Regions from separate parts of the Mus musculus genome. Here region 2 is linked to region 1. A link is a contact called in public promoter capture Hi-C data. All regions are on one chromosome and are shown on one strand. The core of a region is the stretch at or near the end of the contact, and the rest is flanking DNA. Distances in the headings are between cores, read along the strand shown. Region 1 holds the start of Ube2j1 (ubiquitin-conjugating enzyme E2J 1). Region 2 holds the start of C9orf72 (C9orf72, member of C9orf72-SMCR8 complex).

Region 1 (2,700 bases), core at 151-2,650:
TCTTCCAAATTTTAATTTGGGATGGAATCTTTTTGTTTGCTGAAAATTGTTACTTTCTTCTAGGAGGGAATTTGTTCTGAAGAAACAAAGTATTCTTTTGACAAACCTACATTTCTGGGAAAATTAATCTTTCCGACCCAGTTAACAGTCAAGCAATTAGTAACTTTTAGCATTTACTCCTTTTTTAAAAAAAAATCATATTTACCCTCTCTGTACATGTTTATATTTAGAAAAAAATTAAGAGTTGACTTTTCTCTTGCAGTGATTATAATTAAGCTTTGCCATGGGCCCATAACTCAATGCCGGATTTGTTGCTGTCTTTTACCTAAGGAAGAGCCCCCAAGGACGAGGTGATGTGGCTTCAAGAATAAAATAAAAGAGAAACATCCTTATCTCCATTGTTGGGAGGAAGAGGAGAGCCTCAGGGCAAAGTGCCTTCCGAGTCTGGCTGGCGGGCGGATGGGAACGACTACACCCCCTCGGCAGGCCTGGTCATGGGGCCGGTCGGAGCAGCGCAGGTTGCTGGATGCTAAATTTGAGGACTGAACACAAAGAATGAAAGCTTAATGGAGAAGCACATTGAAGCTCGGTTTTGCTTGCTTCTCTATTCTTCAGATTATCACCGTACTATTCAGAAAACATCGCCTTTAATGGCTTAGAAGATGCCACTTAAATCTTTTTTTTTTCCCTCCTCCTTCAGACGGCTGGGAAAAATTACTGACATTCCCACAAACACATTTGACAATGTTAAACAAGAACACTAATCTGTCTAATTGGTTAATCTTCATTCCACCTATAACCTTCTCTAATCTCCGCTGGCTCCCTCCCTTTTTTGAGGCCCTTTTATCTCGGTAAGCCGTCCGAACCAGAACCTTACTTTCTCTGTCCTCCATGATCCGAAAAGACAAACGCACCGCATCTCTTTCAGACCGACCTGTCCCATTTATGCGTTTTTATTAACATTCCAGGCGACCCCTTGGTTTTATTTCTGGGAGGTTCTGATGCACCCCGAAAAACGCTGCCTTAGCTAACCGCACCGCGGAGCTAGGGGCCACTCCCGTCCATCGCACCGAGGCCAACTGCGGGCTCGGAGAAGCGCACATCACGGCGCCGCAGTCCCAGGCCGCGCTCGCCCGCCCGCCGCTCCGGGCTGCGCCGTTCCTCCGAGCTCCCTGCGAGCTCCGCGGGAACCCCTGAAGGGCCCGCGGCGAGTCGGTCTCCCGGGCTGGGCCGAGGGGACGACGAGGGTGCCGCCCGTCTCCCCAGGGCTGCCGGGCGGGCGGGATTCGCGGGACCGCCGCTGCCGAGTGACCGACCGCCACGAAGCGCCCGCCACGTCAGGCCGACTTCACAGACCCGGCGCCGGCGGTGACGCAGCGGCGCGTCAGCCGGGACGTCAGTCCCGCAGGCCGTCCGCAGCCCGGCGCCCCGTTCGGCGACGCCCCGGCGCCCGGCCGGCCCTCAGGGAGGCGGACCCCGCGGCACGCACCTCGCCCGCGGTCGGGCTGGACTGGGCGGTGTCAGCGGAGGCCCTCGCTAGGCGCGTCCGCCGCGCGAGACCCGGGCAGCTGCGGCGCCGACGAGAGCGGCAGCGGGGACGTCCGCCATGGAGACCCGCTACAACCTGAAGAGCCCGGGTGAGCCGGGCTGGGGCGGCGGGCGGGCGGACGGGCGGGGGACCCGGGACTCAGAGCGCGGCGCCTCGGCCCGCTCGTGTCCGCCGGCCCTCGCGGCTGCTCCGGGCTCGCGCTTTACGCGAGGCCGCGGCCGGTCCGGGGGTGCAGGCCGCAGAGCGGGCGGCCGCTGCGGATCCCCCGATGCGCTGGCGCTCCTCCGCTCCTGGCCTCTTCCTCCCGGTGTCTGCGGAGCGAAGCAGGAGACAGCCGAGCCAAGGGCAGGTGCGAAGGCGACGACGGTCCGCACTACTGACCATCCCTGGCCGCATCTGCGTCCTTCGTGTCCCCTCCGCCTCTGCCGACGAACTTTTGTTAGGTGTTTGACTCACATTTGAAATATCCCATTTTTATTGTGGTTGAAATATCCAATTTCAGTATTTGGGGGAGAATTTATAGACGTAGAAAAAAAAAATATGTCCTGTAGCTAAACTAGTTGAGCTGTGCACTTGGGAATTAACCATGATTTGGGGGGGTTGATTGCTACTTTGAATTTCTTTCCTTCAGTTAATGCCCTCAGACAATCCTGGCCTCCAGTTATTTTCTGGTGCACTAAAAACAATGCCAAAAACAAAAAACAAAAAACCCATTATCAGTTGTCATATCTTTTAAGGCAGACGTAGCACAAATTACTGGAGCCTAAAAAATGTACTTTGATAATTTGTCAGGGGGAAAAAACTCCTCCCTGTTAGCTCTGAATAATAAGCCTCAGGGTATTGATGATCATTGAACTAGAACTCTCGTCACCGTTTGTTTTCTTTCCCACACTGCTTCTTAGTTTGGACTTAAGTCTGATATCTTTATGGGAAAGAGTTGGTATTGTGAATCTTTTTAAAAATATATATATATTTTAAATTTTTAGAATATATAAAGGAAAAGCCAGAGAATATTGGCTGAACAGAATGTTGTTAGCTTGAATGCTGATAAGTAAGTGGCCTTAGGGACCAGATGTAGAATTAGTCATTTCTACGGTGTTTGTTTAAAATTTGACCACGCCTGTGTAAGAATTATATGGCTGAATTTTAAT
Region 2 (2,700 bases), core at 49-2,548, 2.2 Mb after region 1:
ATTCACAGGACTTTTACAGAGCAGCTGCAATGGCTCGACTTTATTATCAGTTATTTGTAATCTCTTATTGTGCCTACTTTCTAAACTTTAACATCTGTGTATGAAATGTAATGAAGGGAAAACACCTATATCCACACGATGGGTGTATGTAGGCGTTTCCTGAGATTTCAGGCTATACTGGGGGCCTCCTGGAATGTCCTCTTTAACTGAGGGGACGCTTACTATATTTCAAATATTCTGATTCCATATTATTAACATAATCTCAATCTCTTTCCTCCTCCTCTTCCTCCTTCTTCCTTCCTTTCTCTCTCTCTCTCTCTCTCTCTCTCCCCCCCCCCTCTCTCTCTCATATTTTAAGTTTTCCAAGTGGACTAACGATTCTATCTTAAAGTATTTTCCAGTCCCTTTTGGGCCCTTAATATAAAGTAAAAGTACTACTGAGACAGACTGTGTACCCGTTTTTCTCAACTGGTGACGAACGGGAACAGTGTAACAAGAAATTTATCCATCTGCCGGGACAAAACTCTACAAGAGCCTAATAGTCCCCACACCAGAAAGCGCAACCAATCCCTCCCAGGCAAATGCACTCCTGGCCAGACAGACCCTGTGTGGACAGACTTAATCAGTGCACTTCTCTCTCTGCAACTGATTACCATCAGTCAAGTGATGCCCAAGTCACAATGGTCACTTCCTTTAATAAGTCTGTACAACCGCGGAGCTGTGAGGCAACCAGGTCACGTCCCACAGAACTGGGGAACAACCTGGTAAGAGTAGCAGCCCATGTAAGTGGGCATCCGCACTCCTTGCAAACTTCTGCGAAATCCTGCCTGCGTGTTGTTCTGTCCGTCCTTACTCCATCCCACCGGCGCTTTCTCCTCCCGGGCGGGGACCCTCGGGAGACCTGACTGGGTCGCAGGACCCACCAGCTGTCGCCGGGCCAGGCCCCTGGGGCCCAGGCTTGTGGCGGTGGGGGCCGCGCTCGCCGTACTCCCGGAGGGTTCCCTCAAGGGCCCGGGAGACGCTCCGGGTCGGGATCGGGGAGCGCGGGCGGACAGCAAAGATGAGGCCCATCCCCATCCCCTCCGCACCGCCGCGGCCCCCGCAACTCCTGCAAGGCCAAGGGCTCTTTCGCCCGGGGGACAGGGAGGAGTTCACCTCGAAGGAGAAAAAAACCCCGCTGGTACCCGGAGCCGGCCGGCCCGCGAGCCGACCGTGGCAGCAGCCCCCCTCCGCCCGCGCGTCTCACTCACCCACTCGCCGCTGCTGCGCCTTCACCGCCGGCGCAGGGACCGCAACCGCAGCCCGCTCCGGGCCCCGCCCCGGGACCGCCCCGCCCCGGACACGCCCCCAGGCCCGCCCAGTCGCAGTCCCGCCCCCAGTCCACAGCAGACCCAGAATCTGCAGGGCTCCCCGGTGCGGATCTCTGCAGTCTTGTTTCCTTCTTTTGTCCTTGGTCACCGTTGTGGAGTTAAGTTGCGAGCTGAGGCAACCAAAACGCACCTCCCTCGCACACCCTCCCTGGACTGTCTAGACACCACTTTCCACCTAGAAGGAAAGGGCAATTGGGATGGCTGTCACTACAAACGCCATCTTTCACGTGGGCGGAACTCGTCTCTGCTTGACGCGCCGCGGTTCCCTCGTGGGACTCCGTAAGTTCCGGGTTGGCGCTTTCACTTTGCTTTGCCAGCCTTGAGATGCCAGTGGCAGCTGGCCAGGCGGAGGCTGTCATGGGCTTTGTAGCTTTTCTTCCAAGAGCCGCTCAGGAAAAGCATGGGCAGAGCTGAGCTCAACCTAGATAGATAGTGTCACCTGCGTTATCTATCTAGGTTACGAAGCGTAGTTTGTGGTTGTAAGTAGTTTTGCTTTGTTTTGTTTGGGAGTTGGCAGGTAGTGGGTGCTCAACAAATATTTAGTGAGTGAGTGGATTTCCTTTGGTCCCTATGACACGGTTAAATGCCGTAAGTCTGCGTGCACACTGTACGTGTTCACTCCGCAACAAGCACAATGATTCCCCCACCCTCTGTGCGTAGTCACCGTGTTTTCTTCTAAACGTCATTTTTGCCAAATAGCACAGTGCACTTTGTTTTTTAACCTTTGGGAAAAGAACACCATGACGTCTGATTTATTGATTGATTGATTGGTTTGTAACTGTATTGTGGCTTTTCACTACAGATGAGTAGTGTTTATTATTTTCCAGCAACTTTTCATCATTTATAGGGAAAAGAAAGGCATTAATAACAGAATACCTATCAATACCACCTTCGGTAAAAATAGAACTCTCACCAGGTATTGTATGCTTTTTTTTTTTTTTTTTTTTTTTTTTTTTTTTTTTTTTACCTAGCAGTTGTCATTCTATCAAGTTCTTACAGTGTTTTGTACCGTGGTCTTCAGATGTATATCTCATAAATGAAGTATACATCTGAGAGTTAAAAATACATCCAGACACACAGAAATAGCATAGGACCATGTTTGGAAGGCTAGGGTTAAGAGTGCGATGCTGTAGTCAAAGTGGGTGAGTTTGCAGGTAAGGAAGGCAGCTGAGTGAGGCCAGTCAGCTAATCCACAACACGAGGAATAGACGTTTATACTATATCCCACACTGAAAAGCTGAAAAGTTCCCAGGTGGGTGTTAGGTACTAACACACATACACGCGCATGCATGCACACTTAAGATAATTTGCTTGTCTGTAGTAAGCCAGA

Evidence for each region. Capture Hi-C pulls out chosen DNA fragments and counts their contacts.
Region 2: a contact with region 1 is called in a promoter capture Hi-C map of liver, with 5 times the contacts expected there. The contact joins the promoter of C9orf72 here to the promoter of Ube2j1 in region 1. A contact is called at or near these places in 1 of 39 promoter capture datasets (liver), 1 of 484 Hi-C or Micro-C datasets (CD4 T cells) and 2 of 9 other capture datasets (adipose tissue and liver).

What each region holds. Positions count from the first base shown.
Region 1 is chr4:33,029,980-33,032,679 of GRCm38.p6, forward strand. It overlaps Ube2j1 (ubiquitin-conjugating enzyme E2J 1), which reads left to right and starts at 1,401. Exons shown (of 8, transcript NM_019586.4): 1 at 1,401-1,637. The coding sequence starts at 1,607. It overlaps 4933421O10Rik (RIKEN cDNA 4933421O10 gene), which reads right to left and starts at 1,344. Exons shown (of 2, transcript NR_036602.1): 1 at 878-1,344; 2 at 1-542.
Region 2 is chr4:35,224,538-35,227,237 of GRCm38.p6, forward strand. It overlaps C9orf72 (C9orf72, member of C9orf72-SMCR8 complex), which reads right to left and starts at 1,299. Exons shown (of 11, transcript NM_001081343.2): 1 at 1,251-1,299.